Linked DNA regions of Canis lupus: all the other regions are linked to region 1. A link is a contact called in public Hi-C data. All regions are on one chromosome and are shown on one strand. The core of a region is the stretch at or near the end of the contact, and the rest is flanking DNA. Distances in the headings are between cores, read along the strand shown.

The links. A called contact is a pair of places that touch in the nucleus more often than the background predicts.
Region 2: a contact with region 1 is called in a Hi-C map of blood, with 2.4 times the contacts expected there. The contact joins the promoter of NAMPT here to the promoter of CCDC71L in region 1. A contact is called at or near these places in 2 of 9 Hi-C or Micro-C datasets (both in blood).
Region 3: a contact with region 1 is called in a Hi-C map of skin fibroblasts, with 3 times the contacts expected there. The contact joins the enhancer-like site here to the promoter of CCDC71L in region 1. A contact is called at or near these places in 3 of 9 Hi-C or Micro-C datasets (amygdala, blood and skin fibroblasts).

The regions. Positions count from the first base shown.
Region 1 is chr18:14,044,984-14,049,035 of UU_Cfam_GSD_1.0, reverse strand. CCDC71L (coiled-coil domain-containing protein 71L) reads right to left here and starts at 2,245. Exons shown (of 1, transcript XM_038562717.1): 1 at 1,333-2,245. The coding sequence starts at 2,245. The coding sequence ends at 1,493. It overlaps LOC111090894 (a long non-coding RNA gene), which reads left to right and starts at 2,328. Exons shown (of 2, transcript XR_005372910.1): 1 at 2,328-3,320; 2 at 3,963-4,052.
Region 2 is chr18:14,452,999-14,457,050 of UU_Cfam_GSD_1.0, reverse strand. NAMPT (nicotinamide phosphoribosyltransferase) reads right to left here and starts at 1,766. Exons shown (of 11, transcript XM_038562718.1): 1 at 1,480-1,766. The coding sequence starts at 1,536.
Region 3 is chr18:13,673,863-13,677,914 of UU_Cfam_GSD_1.0, reverse strand. PRKAR2B (cAMP-dependent protein kinase type II-beta regulatory subunit) reads left to right here. Exons shown (of 11, transcript XM_038562710.1): 5 at 845-951; 6 at 3,746-3,899. Among named protein-coding and RNA genes, the nearest start is that of HBP1, 23 kb to the right of the region's middle. Within about 2 kb of position 1,779, at least 2 of the 20 cell types and tissues checked have an H3K27ac peak or open chromatin away from gene starts, as enhancers often do.

The sequences.
Region 1 (4,052 bases), core at 996-3,495:
ATAAACACTATTACAAAAGTGTAAAAGAAGGGTCAGTATTCTGTGTGGCTCGCCTGTTCGATTCCTGTGGTTTTCGGCTGTCAAACAAAAGACCAATAACTGCAAACATAATTACGAATGGAAAAGAAAAAAAAAAGTAATAAAGGAAAATTCATGGCGTACAACGGTCAACGAATTATGATGTTTTTAAGAGTGATGGATAGTAATCTGGACATTTCTTGTTATCCAACAACAAAAGCAAGGAAGTTAAATCTTATTTTGCCCAAAGTCAACTTCGACCAGTTATTTGATACCAAGAAATGCCTCACCCCTCTGGATGGATCATGAATACTTGAGAATTCCAATGGGTATTCTGTGTAGCATTTTAATCGCAGCGTTTACACCTACTCATTTTTCCTATGCGAATTCCATTTTAAAATAAATTATCCTTGAAATGGTCCCAGGTCGGTATGTGAGACGAGTACAAGGAGGCCAAATCATTTGCAGTCGGATTCCATCCATCTCTTTAACCAACACCAGTTCTTTAGAATCATTCATTCATTCTTTTTTGTTTGTTTGTTTTCAATCACAAGCCATGTGGTTTCAGTGCACTTTAAATTTTATTCGATTAAAAAGGATTTAACAGGTCAACTTTTCCTAAACAAAACTTCACGAGTTTCTACCACTTTCCTTTAGGAGCTCAGTAAATATAAACATTAAGTCTCAATATAAAAAATCTTTTAGAAACACATCAAAAAAAAATGTTTTAACAGTCATACTTTGCATCTCTTTGTTTGTAGTCACTGAGCCCACGAAATTCGAAGCCATACAAATCCTTACACTACTGACAGTCGTAGCTTGAATTCCCTAGAAAAATATCCTTGGTCAAAGCTTTGGAATCCAGTTGAAACGCGGAAACGAGTGGGATTCAGAATACCCTGAGCACAGACTGGTGCAACACCTCTGAAAACATAGTCGATCTTTCCTCCAGAAAGAGGGGTTGGCAGTCCCGACAAGAAAAAAAGAGGAAAAAAGAAAAAAAAAAAAAAAAAGGTTGGGGTGGGAAGAGGTGGGGGGGGGCGGGAAGGCCGATGGATGGACAGCCAAGTAAATTCTAGCTTTATTACACAAGCGCGAAACCAAATTCCTTTGGGGAAAAAAAAAAAAAAAAAAAAGAATGACTTCGGAGGACTTCCAGACCAGTGAGGTAGAGAGTCCGAAAGGGGAGGAAAAAAACGGATGTGCCCCGAGCGTCCTGGAGGCGTCTCCACGCGGGGCTGGGGGGCCGGGGCTCCGCGGCGGGTCCTGCTGGGTCCTCCGCCCGCGGCCCGGGGGGCGGCCCGGGGGCGGCCGGGGGCGGCGGGGGGCGGCGGGGGGCGCGCACCTGCCGGGCCGGGAAGGGCGCCTCCGGGGCTCCCCCGCCCGTAAAGTGCACTAGGGGACGCGGTCCGGGCCGGGTCTGTAAACACTCGACTGTCACTGGGCGGCCGCTCGGGCCGGGCCGGGCCGCGGCTCACGCCCGGGGCACCGGGAAGCGGCGGAGCCTCACCACGGGTTCCAGGTTCACTCGCAGCACCTGGCGCGCTCGGCGCCGCGCCGCCGCCAGGCTGCGCTCGCCCCACACGTCGCCGCCGACGCGGATGGTGGGGAAGGTGGTCAGCGTCGGGGTGGCCGCCCTCCAGATCTCCTCCAGGCTGCGGCCGCCGAAGCAGGGCCCGGGGGCGGCGGGGGCGGCGGGGGCGGCGGCGGCGGGCGGCGGCGGGGACAGCGGCGGGGACGGCGGCGGGGACAGCGGCGGGGGCGGCGGCGGGGACGGCGGGGACGGCGGCGGCGGCGGCGGCTTCCTCCGGCGGGCGGCGGCCGGCCGGGCTCCGCGGCGCCTCCTCCTGGCGGCCGGGCCGCGCGAGTGGCGGCGGGCGGCGGGGGGCGGCGGCGGGTCGGGCACCAGGGCCCGGCAGGAGGCGTAGCCGTAGACGTCCTTGCTGCGCAGGATGTGCGGCGAGAACTGGTGCTTGAGGCTGCAGAGGAAGCTCCAGAGCTCCGCGTCCGAGCTCATGAACTCCGTGCTGCGGGGCACCAGCAGCTTGAAGGCGTCGCCCAGCGTCTCGGTGCTGTCGGCCAGCGACAGTTGCGACCGCGAGTACACCACCTTCTCCTCCCGCGCCTCGGGCCCGGCCCCTCCTCCGGCCCGAAGGCCGCCGCCCCGGGCGGCCGGGGCCGGGGCGGCCGGGGGCCGGCGCCGCCGCCTCTTGACGCTGCGCCGCATCGGAGGCCGCTCGGGGCCGCCCGCGCTCGCCCCCGCCCGCCCTCCGCCCTCCGCCCTCCCGCCCTCCCGCCCGCGTCCGGCTCCGCGGCGGCCGCCGCTGCTGGCGCCTCCGGGCCGGCGCCGCTCTCGCTACTTTTCTCGCCTCGGCCGCCGCCCCTCCCCCTCCGAGGGCGGAAGACGCGGGCGAATATCCTGCCGCCCGGCACAAGATGGCGGCCGGCGCCCACCCCTGGGCTTTGTCATTGGACGGCGCCGGGCCCCCCGGTTCCTTTCTTCTCCTCTCTAGCCTCCCTTCGCCCTCTGCCTTTCTTTAAATGCGCCCGCCTCGGGCCCCGCCCACCGCGGCCCCGGCTCCGCCCATTGGGTGCTCTCTGGGAGGGGGCGGGGACTAGCGGAGGGGGCGGGGCCGAGAGGCCAGGCCCTGGAAGATGGTGCTGGGCTGGGTGCTGGTGGAGGCCCTTGAACGCCAGTCCACAGTTGGGTGGGCGTGCGGGGACGGCGGCCTTCCGCCCCACCTTGGGGACAGCCCCTCTCGGAGTGAGCGGGTGCCTGTGTGACCCACCAGTCTGCACGACACAGGCGGTCCCTCCTCTCCCAGCAGGGAACTGGGGGTGGGGGGTGGGGGGGGTCCAACCTACAGGGGATGGGCCTTGCCCACTTCCCTTCCAGACCGTCCAACACCTCCCCTGGCATCTTCAACTCTTCCTTCCTTTGGCCCTGATCCGTCTCAGGCAACCAACAATAATCCAGATTCCTTCGGGTCCTGAGGGCAGCGTTGGCGGGATGGTCTCCTCCTAGGCCATGGAACCATCTTCCTATTTAAGAAGACGCTCTGCCTCCGGGGGAAGCAAGGGCCGCTATACCTGTAACACTACCCCCTCGTTGCTCCAGTTGATCAGAGACCAATCACGGCACAGCCGTTCTCCTTGATGGAAACAGCCCTGGTTTTATGAATGAGTCGTTCAGTCTAAATGACTGCGCTCCACCTTTTCACTGAAGTTGTAGCAGGTGCCTCTGCAGCACCCTCTCTCTCATCTAGAAAAGCTGCAGCGTCACAATCGATAAAGTTCTCTTGGTAATAAGTCCGTTGTTAAGGACACATTCCCTTCTGCGTTTGAGGGGAGAAGGGCTGGGAAAGTAGGGCTAGTTTCTTCTAGTTCCTAGGACTGTCCTGAGACACTATAAAGTTTATGGGAAGTTCTCGGATTTTTCTCCTTAAGGAATGGCTGGCTGTCTAACGTCCTAAGTTTTGCTCCTTTACTTCTCGTGGGGAATGATGCTTCCTACATCAGATAACCAAGTGATGGATAATGAGAATGTTTATAGGGGAGTGGTCCATTCCCTGGTCCTTCTCTCTCTCTCTCTCCTGACTGGCACTCCAGTGGGCACTCCGTGTTTGCCAAGTCCATCAGTGAAATCCTGCGGATTACTTGCAATGGGGTGAGAAAGAAGGATATGGTGAAATGGCTTAGAACAGCACAATTTTATATTTTGCATTTATGATGCAACTTTCTCCTAACTCCCTTACATTGTTAAGGTGGATCTCAGTACGTAGAACTTTGACGTAAGCATGCAGATTTTACCCCTCAGTGAGCATCTTACTTTCCCGTCAAAGACTTATAAAGCACAGAAGTTTTCTGATTTGCATATAGTTCCTAATAGTCCCCCTCCAATATTTGAGCTGAAAGACACCAAGTTCAGTCTCCTTATTTCACAGATGAGGAAATCTGGACCCACGGAGGCTCACTAATAGGGCTTGTTGATAGCACCACCGGGACTCCTGTTTATTGGATTCCTAACCCAGAGG
Region 2 (4,052 bases), core at 517-3,016, 410 kb before region 1:
TCCTCGTGTATAACTGCTACAGGAGCTACAAACTAAAGGAATTTGTACTTGTTTTGTTTTTTAAAAGTTAGTCCAATGAATCGGTTTACATTTTCCATTTCCAATGAAATCATTAATTGCTACATTATGAAAACTTCTGGAAATCATTTTAAAGATTTATAAAGCCAGGAAAAAAAGTTCAGTCATGAAAAAATTATCAATGAGATCATTCTAAAATCACTACTGAAGACACTCAGAACACTAGGAACTAAGACAAGACAAAGTTTTAAGGCCAAGTAAACTAGACTTGATAATACTCTGATCTTGCAATGAATGGTGCGGATTTCCACTTTGAAAAACCCATTTCTAAATACTACATGATAACGAAACTTGGCTCTATTTTACCTAAGTATCCGTCTAAATGATCACAAATAGAATTTTATGCGACTGGGAAGAAAAACAGCAACTTAAGGAACACGGGATTCTCCGAAACACTTCCGCCGAGTATTTAAGGAACGAAACCAAAAAGGAAAAAAAAAAAAAAAAATCACAACAAGAACCAAAGATGTGAGAGCATTATGCGTTCCTTCCCACTCCAGATCACCGAGTCGTTAGGTAAGCACCAAATTTCATTTTATCCAGGTATAGGGTGTCTGGTCTGACATTTCATCTTTTGAGTGTGTGGGCCAACAAAGCTTAGCAAAGTGTAGTTCAGTTTACTGCATGTAATCTGGAAACTAGGGGAAAGGACATTTGCCAGATTTTCCTCTTAATCATGCTTTCCTTGACTCGTTTGTGTTGAGTTTCAAACAAAAACGAATGGGGGCGGCAATAGTCAAGTGTCGGAGAGGCGTGTGCCGGCTGCCCCACAGCTCCGTGGAGTTCTCCAAGGTGAAGGCTGCAACTCATCTAACTCGTGTTTCGTTTTCCTTCTCCCAGGGATCCCGCAGCGGCCCCGACGGGGACGAGGGCAGCCGGCCGGGCCTTTGCCACAGGGGATGCGGAGTCCGCGTGATCACCGGGGGCCGAGGAGCTGGAAACGCAGCCGGCGCGGCGGGTCGGGGCAGCGGGCGCGGGCGCCCAGGGCGGGCAGGGCGGGCAGGGCAGCGTCCTCCCCGCCCGCCGCCGCCGCCGCCGCCTCCTCGGGGAGCGCGTACCTGCCCGGCGACGGGCGGGGGGGGGGGGGGACCCGCTCCTCGGCGGCCGGGCCAGCCCCGGGGCCGTTACCTAAGCGACCCGCTCCGCCCGCAGCCGCGGCCCAGGCCGGCCCGAGGCCAGGAGGCCGCGCTGCCGGGCGAGGCGTGCGCTCGGCCCCGCGCCCCGCGCCCCGGCCTCCCGGCCCGCAGCCCCGCGGCCCCGCCTCCCGCCGTCCATCTCTCCATCCTCCCCACTGCGGCGCCAGCCTCACCTGCCCCGCGCCCCGCGCCCCGCGCCCGCGCCCGTCCCGACGCGGCCCCCGCCCCCGCCCCCGCCCCGCGCGCCCCCGCCCCGCGCCTCTACCTTGTAGGAGTCGGTGGCCAGGAGGATGTTGAACTCGGCGTCCGCCGCAGCGTTCATCTCGGGCGGGACTGCGCGGGCCACGCGCCGCGAGCTGCCCGGCGCGGCGGCGACGAAGGGGAAAAATGGGCTTCGGCGCGCTCCGTTGCTTAAGTCACCGCTCGGCCGGAGGGGCGGGGGCAGGGGAGGTGGCAGCGCGGCGGGGAGGAGGGGCCGCGGGAGGGCGGGCCGCGCGCCGTGAGCCGTGACGCGGCGGGGGGCTGGCGGCGCCCGCGGCTCTCGCGCTGCAGCGCCGGGGACTCCGGCCGACCGCTCGCCTCGGCTCCCCGCCCCCCGCGCCGTCGCCGTCGCCGTCACCGTCGCCGTCGCCGCGGAGGGGACGCGGGGGGCGGGGCGGGGCCGCGCGTGCGCAGCGCGCGGGGGCGGGGCGGGGGCGGGGCGGGGCGGCCGTGGGGCACGCGCGCTGGCTGCGGGAAGCCGGGGGCTGCAGGCCCGGCCTCGGCCTGGCTTCCCGGCACTGCGGGGAGGGGGATTCCCGGCCCGGCCCGGCCCCGCCCCGCCCCGCCCCGCCCCGCCCCGGCTGCCCCCTTCCCGGCCGACCCTGGCTCGCTTTCCCGCCCCCCGGGTCAGGCCACGCGGCTCGGGCGAGGAGCGTCGCTGCCAGGGGCTCCGCATCCCCGAGGCGCGGCGGCTCACCTTTGTCTCCGGCTGCGCTGGGGTCGGCCCGCCCGCCGCCCGCCGCCCGCCGCCCGCCCCTGCCGGCCTCCCCGGGTCCGCGCGCCTCGGCCCGCTCCGCTTCCCCGCACCTGCGCGCTCGAGCTCCCGGCCGGGCCCGGGGACGCTGCGGCTCTGGCGGGGGCTGACCTCGGGCCGCTCGGGTCGCGCCAGGACCGGGCCCCCCCGCATCCAGGAGCGCGGCGAGGGCGGCGGCCGCGGGCCGAGGGCTGACGCGGTGCAGGGCATCCACCTCGTCATCCTCCGCAATCGTTACATCTTGGGAAATGGTTTGGTAACTTCCACCATAAGACGGGAAGCGACGTCGGATGACTTCACAGAAGTGCAGACCATCCACTTGCGTAATTCTACGTGGTTGCATTTTTTTGCGTAAAAACTAAATTTCCTTTGTCCACGTGGTCAGTGGCTGCTGTTGCTGCTGCCTTTTTTGTTTGTTTGTTTGTTTGTTTGTTTTGTTTTTTTTGATTCTAGGATTTAGGTTTTACGAGATACAAGTAGCCAGGAAAAAGCAGTTCAATGAAAACGGGTTCAGGAACTTTGCAGACTGTTTTTCAAGTTAGCGGAGATCTCCTTTTATCTGTGAGGTGGGTTGAGACGGGAATGGGGAGCTTCATCACAACAAAACGGAGACCTCATTAATTAGAAGCAACTTAAGTCCAAAACTGGTCTTGGAGTAAGTATAGATTCTTGACAGTCGCCTCCTATCTGTAGAGTCCATACAGCAAAGGTCACTGGAGTGTAATTAATAATGCACTCAGGTCGTAAATAATACATTTAGGATAATAGAATAAGGGTATTTTCAACAAAAAAGTTGAAAAGAGACTTTGTTTGATCCTTGTGTTTACAAGGGGAAATTACTTTTTAAAACCTTTAAGTAAGTTATTTAGATTTTTTTTTTTTTATTTTGGCAAATTTTATTAAGTCAAGCAGTGCGACCCCAAGAAAGAAGATGATCCTTTAGGAGTCTCTTGATTTGGTACTTTTTCCTTCATTTAAAATTTTTCATGACCTACCTTACTTAAATGACAAATTCTTTTGGCTTAGCTTCCTGGAATCCTTGTGTGTATAACTGACCATTCTTCTACGCTGCCTTATGCAGGAAAAAAAAAAAAAAAAAGGGTTCTGATTACAAAATGGGCTTTGTTTATGGAGGCATTTTTTAAATTTTAATTTTAATTTTTATTATTTTGGCATTTTTGTTTTTGTAAAGCAAAGTAAAACTTGATCTTGCAGTCTTTGAGTTAAATTTGCATTTTTTTAAGGTGAAAAAGTTTAATATCGGTACAAGCAAAAATGTTAATATGGTATTCACATTGTTAGGCGTAAGAGTCACAAGGCCTGCATACATAATAGTGACTTAAACCCTCACAGCAGTCTCCAGAAGAAAAGCTGTATGTTAGCAATAGAAAGTCATTTGCCGGGGTTCCCTGGGTGGCTCGGTGGTTTGGCACCTGTCTTCTGCCCACGGCACGCTCTTGGAGTCCCACATCGGGCTCCCTGCGTGGAGCCTGCTTCTCCCTCTGCCTGTGTCTCTGCCGCTCTGTCCCTCTGTGTCTCTCATGAATAAATAAATTAAAAAGAAAGAAAGAAAGTCATTTGCCTGGGCAGCCCAGGTGGCTCACTGGTTTAGTGCCGCTTTCAGCTCAGGGCCTGATCCTGGAGTCCCGGGATCGAGTCCCACGTCAGGTTCCCTGCATGGAGCCTGCTTCTCCCTCTGCCTGTGTTTCTGCCTCTCTCTTTCTCTCTCTGTGTGTCTGTCTCTCTCATGAATAAATAAATAAAATCTTTAAAAAAAAATCATTTGCCTAAAAATCAGGCATACTCTGTATAGGTACTTACAT
Region 3 (4,052 bases), core at 530-3,029, 370 kb after region 1:
TTGTTCCTGTATTTGTTCTGCGGAAAGATTTGTTTGTTCTTCACCTTCTAGTTTATTCTCACCAGCTGGAGTTTATCCTTAAGCCTTGTCAACCACGCTTCAGCAGAATAAAAATTTTATGTAACTTAAGTAGTTGTTGAAGAATAGGTTTTATGTTTCTGGCTTCTGTTTTAATAAATCTGTCCTAGGGTGGTGAATGGTTGCTTCTTAAAGAGAACCGTCATGATAAAGAATAGTGTTTCAAATTTGCCATCATTTTTGGGTTTGCATATGTTTTGTTTTGTTTTTCCTGTTCTGTTGTTTTGTTTTTAGTGCTCAACCAAAAGGATTGGAGGCAGAATTTGGATTCACTAAGTACTTAGGTAATCCCTACATAAATCCTAGTGATGACTAAACATAGGGAAGTTTTATTTTTTTATATTTTTTATTTTTTTTTCATAGGGAAGTTTTAAAAACAGTTATCTTTAAAAGATATTTGCAGTAGTTCATTACGAACCTGGTCATTTTAGTTGCCAAGATTCTATTTCATGTATAAGGTCTGTGGTGGTTTGGTGGTTCATTTTTCAATATATTAAACTGGGTGATCGTTGCACTGAAATATTCTGAAGTAGCTAATTATAATTACTTTCATTCAGGTACTGAATATGAAAGGAAATCTATAATCTCCTTTGTTAGGTGGTAAGGACAACTGCACTGTGTATTTTTTTTTTTTTGACAAGACTTAATGGCAGTGATGATATTTCTTTTTCTTTGAGCTGGTTCACAGAAATACAAAGCTGATTACAGTCAAGAGAACATATCGTAGACAAACATAAAGATTGTATCTTTTCTCTTTAAAAAATAGGAACAGATGTCTCAAGTGTTAGATGCCATGTTTGAAAAACTGGTCAAAGAAGGAGAGCATGTAATTGATCAAGGCGATGATGGTGACAACTTTTACGTGATCGATAGGTAAGTTTCGCGTAACCTCACTGCTGAAATGTAAGGAACCATCCCTGTAGAATCTCAGTGGTTCTTATAACAACTGGCAGATTAATATTCGATAGTTGCTGTTACCTCTTTAATATTCACTAGCTTTTAATATTCACTGTTCCCTCTTTATTCTCGTTACTGTATAAAAGGCACAGGAAGCCCGCTGGGAATACGTGTGGTGAAACCACATTAGATCATGGAAAGAGGCATAGTTTATAGAAGAAAGGAGGATTTTGGTTAGTTCGATCTATAAATCTCAATCATTTACTGTGAGCTGCCTCACTTATTAACTTTGGCTTGAGAGGATGCCTGCTACACTTCGAAGGCAAGCAGCGCACAGCATCTGGGGTGTTGAATCATATAACTCAGTCTGTTCTTTTTTCATTAACTATAAAGTAAAGCATGCGCATGGTAGAGAGGGGAGTTTATGCTGTTTCCAGAAATTGTTTATGCATTCTTGTGCATTAAAAACATTATAGAGAAGTTATTTTGAAACATTGTAGAGAAATTATTTTATTTAAATGAGAAGGCATACACTATATTGAAAAATGTGATTTCAGAAAACCTGCGTTGTGCTTTACTTTGTCAAAGCACAGTGTGCTTTAAGCGATAATTAGGTTAAGAGCCCCAAACTGTACCAGGGGAGCGGTCTGAACAGAGGCTTTATTTCTTCACTTCTGTGAAGTGATGCTGAAGTGTCCATGAGACAGTCGGCACCCCCGGCCCCTCCCATTATGGGTGCCACACAGGTCGTCTCTCAGCCGGATTCCCTGGGTTGCATTTGCTTCTCTGGGTGGAGTTGTACTCAGCTCTGAGCCATGCGGGAAATCACACCCCATCTGTCTGCGCAGCCTCATTTCTTGACTTGGCTCTGTGGTTGTCGTCTCTCCTACATCAGCAGTCATGCACGCTCTCTGCGTGCAGGGTTCTCTCTGAGTCCTCCCTTCCCTCGTCCCTAATGCCGTGGTGACCTCGTAGAGCTATTGGCAGGGGCTTCAGGTGAGCCCTCTGATTTTAGCACAGCCCCCCCCTCCCCCATTGTCCCATATGTAAATTAAAGCCTTGATTTTGGAATCTCTGACAGCTTTCATTGGTGAAATTCCTTCAGCTGTTCCACCGTATTTAACTGTAGGGGTGTATGGGAGACCCAAATATGATAAAAACTCCCTTAACCTCTCCATGTTCAGTTAGATCCTAATCACCCATTTGACAGATGAAAATTCCCAGATATGCAGAAGTGACGGGGGTCCCTGAAGTCCTGCCAGCCTGGCATGCAGGTCTCTTGGCCACTGTTCGTGGTCTTTCTGTGGCTCCACTCTGCCCAATGCCTCACGTTGTCAGGGAAGAAATGCATATGAGAAGGTGGTACAGATTTTAGACCGTGTGCTTGCAGCTGGTCTGGGAGCTCATTTTACTTCTCATTAGCACATTTGTGGTGTACTTTGTTCTGTTCAAAGTAGAAAATGTATAAAATGGTGTTAGTGCCAAAGTGGAAACAGCATCCAGAGAAGAATTAGTCTGCACTTGAAAAAGAGTCATGAAACCGTCTACGCATGAATATAAAGTCATTCTCTTATTCATTAATATCTTTGTGTAGTATCTTGTGTTTTTTGCTTTTGCTGTATCTTTACCATTCATAATCCTTTCCTAATCTTAAAAGCTCCCCCCCCCCCCCACCTTTGGTCTTTGTTAAGGATTTAGCCAACAGAATAAAAGCCAGAGTTTCTGCTGCCTGCCCTCCCAGGTATGTCAGCAAGCCTTGAAGCCATGTTCTCTGATAAAACACAGTATATGGGAAGAAGACAGCCCTCCACAGGAAGAATGTAGTTCTATAGATGCAGGAGCTAGTGTATGTAGGACAGGGCCATGCAGAATTGAGTATTGCTTGCCTAGACTATGAACCCAAATAAAAGGTAAGCATAGAATAAAAAAAGACCTACAAAAGGACCAGGATCAGATATTTACTCTGAATTTCTACCCCTTTTTGCTTCACATTGGGGGTCAGTCTACATTAAAGCCCCAGATGACATAAAGAGCCAGAGTAAATTCTTTAGGCTCTGAGGCTATGTGGTCTCTGTCACAACTACTTGGCTCTGCTGTTGTGCAGATCTGTGATCAAGAAGGCAAAAGTGGACCTATGTGTTTGTGTTCTAGTAAAACTTTATTCATGAAAGCAGGCAGCCGATCCATGGGCCATGCTTTGCTGGCCCCTCCCTTACACTATAAAAGAGTCTTGTAAGTGCCGTCCAGTAGTCATGACCAAATTGTTAGAGCTATATTTTTTTTTTAAAAAAAAAAGGTTATTTTCTTCTGACTTCAAAAGTAATACATGTTCATGTAAGGCACAAAAACTCTTTAATTAGACAGTGAACATCCTAGCATCCTTCACTGTTCTTACCCCGAGATAACCAGTCAGCTGTTTCATATATATACATTCCCTCAGAAGGATGTCTGTGCATGTACTATTTGGTTGGAATCATATTTTTTAATCATTTATTACAAACTTCTATTTAGTTTCATCTCATTTTCACCCCCCCAAAGGCACATGTCCGGTCCTTACCATAGTCTAGCTGACGGTCTCTCTTCCTGCTTGTCTGGCACATGGTTGGCGTCTCTGGCACATATCGACGCTCTTTTATTACTTGCCATCAGAGGAGAAAGGGAAGCCAGAAAGGAGATTTCATCGCACACTGGTCTTCTCTGAAATTATGTTTTATTGTCATGAGATTTGACTTGAGTTACTTTTGCCTCTTATTTTTCATCTGCCCAACAGAGGAACATTTGATATCTATGTGAAATGCGATGGTGTTGGAAGGTGTGTGGGTAACTACGATAATCGTGGGAGTTTTGGTGAACTGGCCTTAATGTACAATACGCCCAGAGCGGCTACAATCACTGCTACCTCTCCTGGTGCTCTGTGGGGTTTGGTGAGTGAAATATTTGTTTGACCTGCATGTTATTTGTAAAAATCGTTACCGCAAAAGCCAGGCAGCTAGAGGATTTTAGTTCTAATAGGTGGATTTCTTTGCATTCCTCATCAGTCATCAGGGTATTTATTAAGCAACTACTCGATGCTGAAC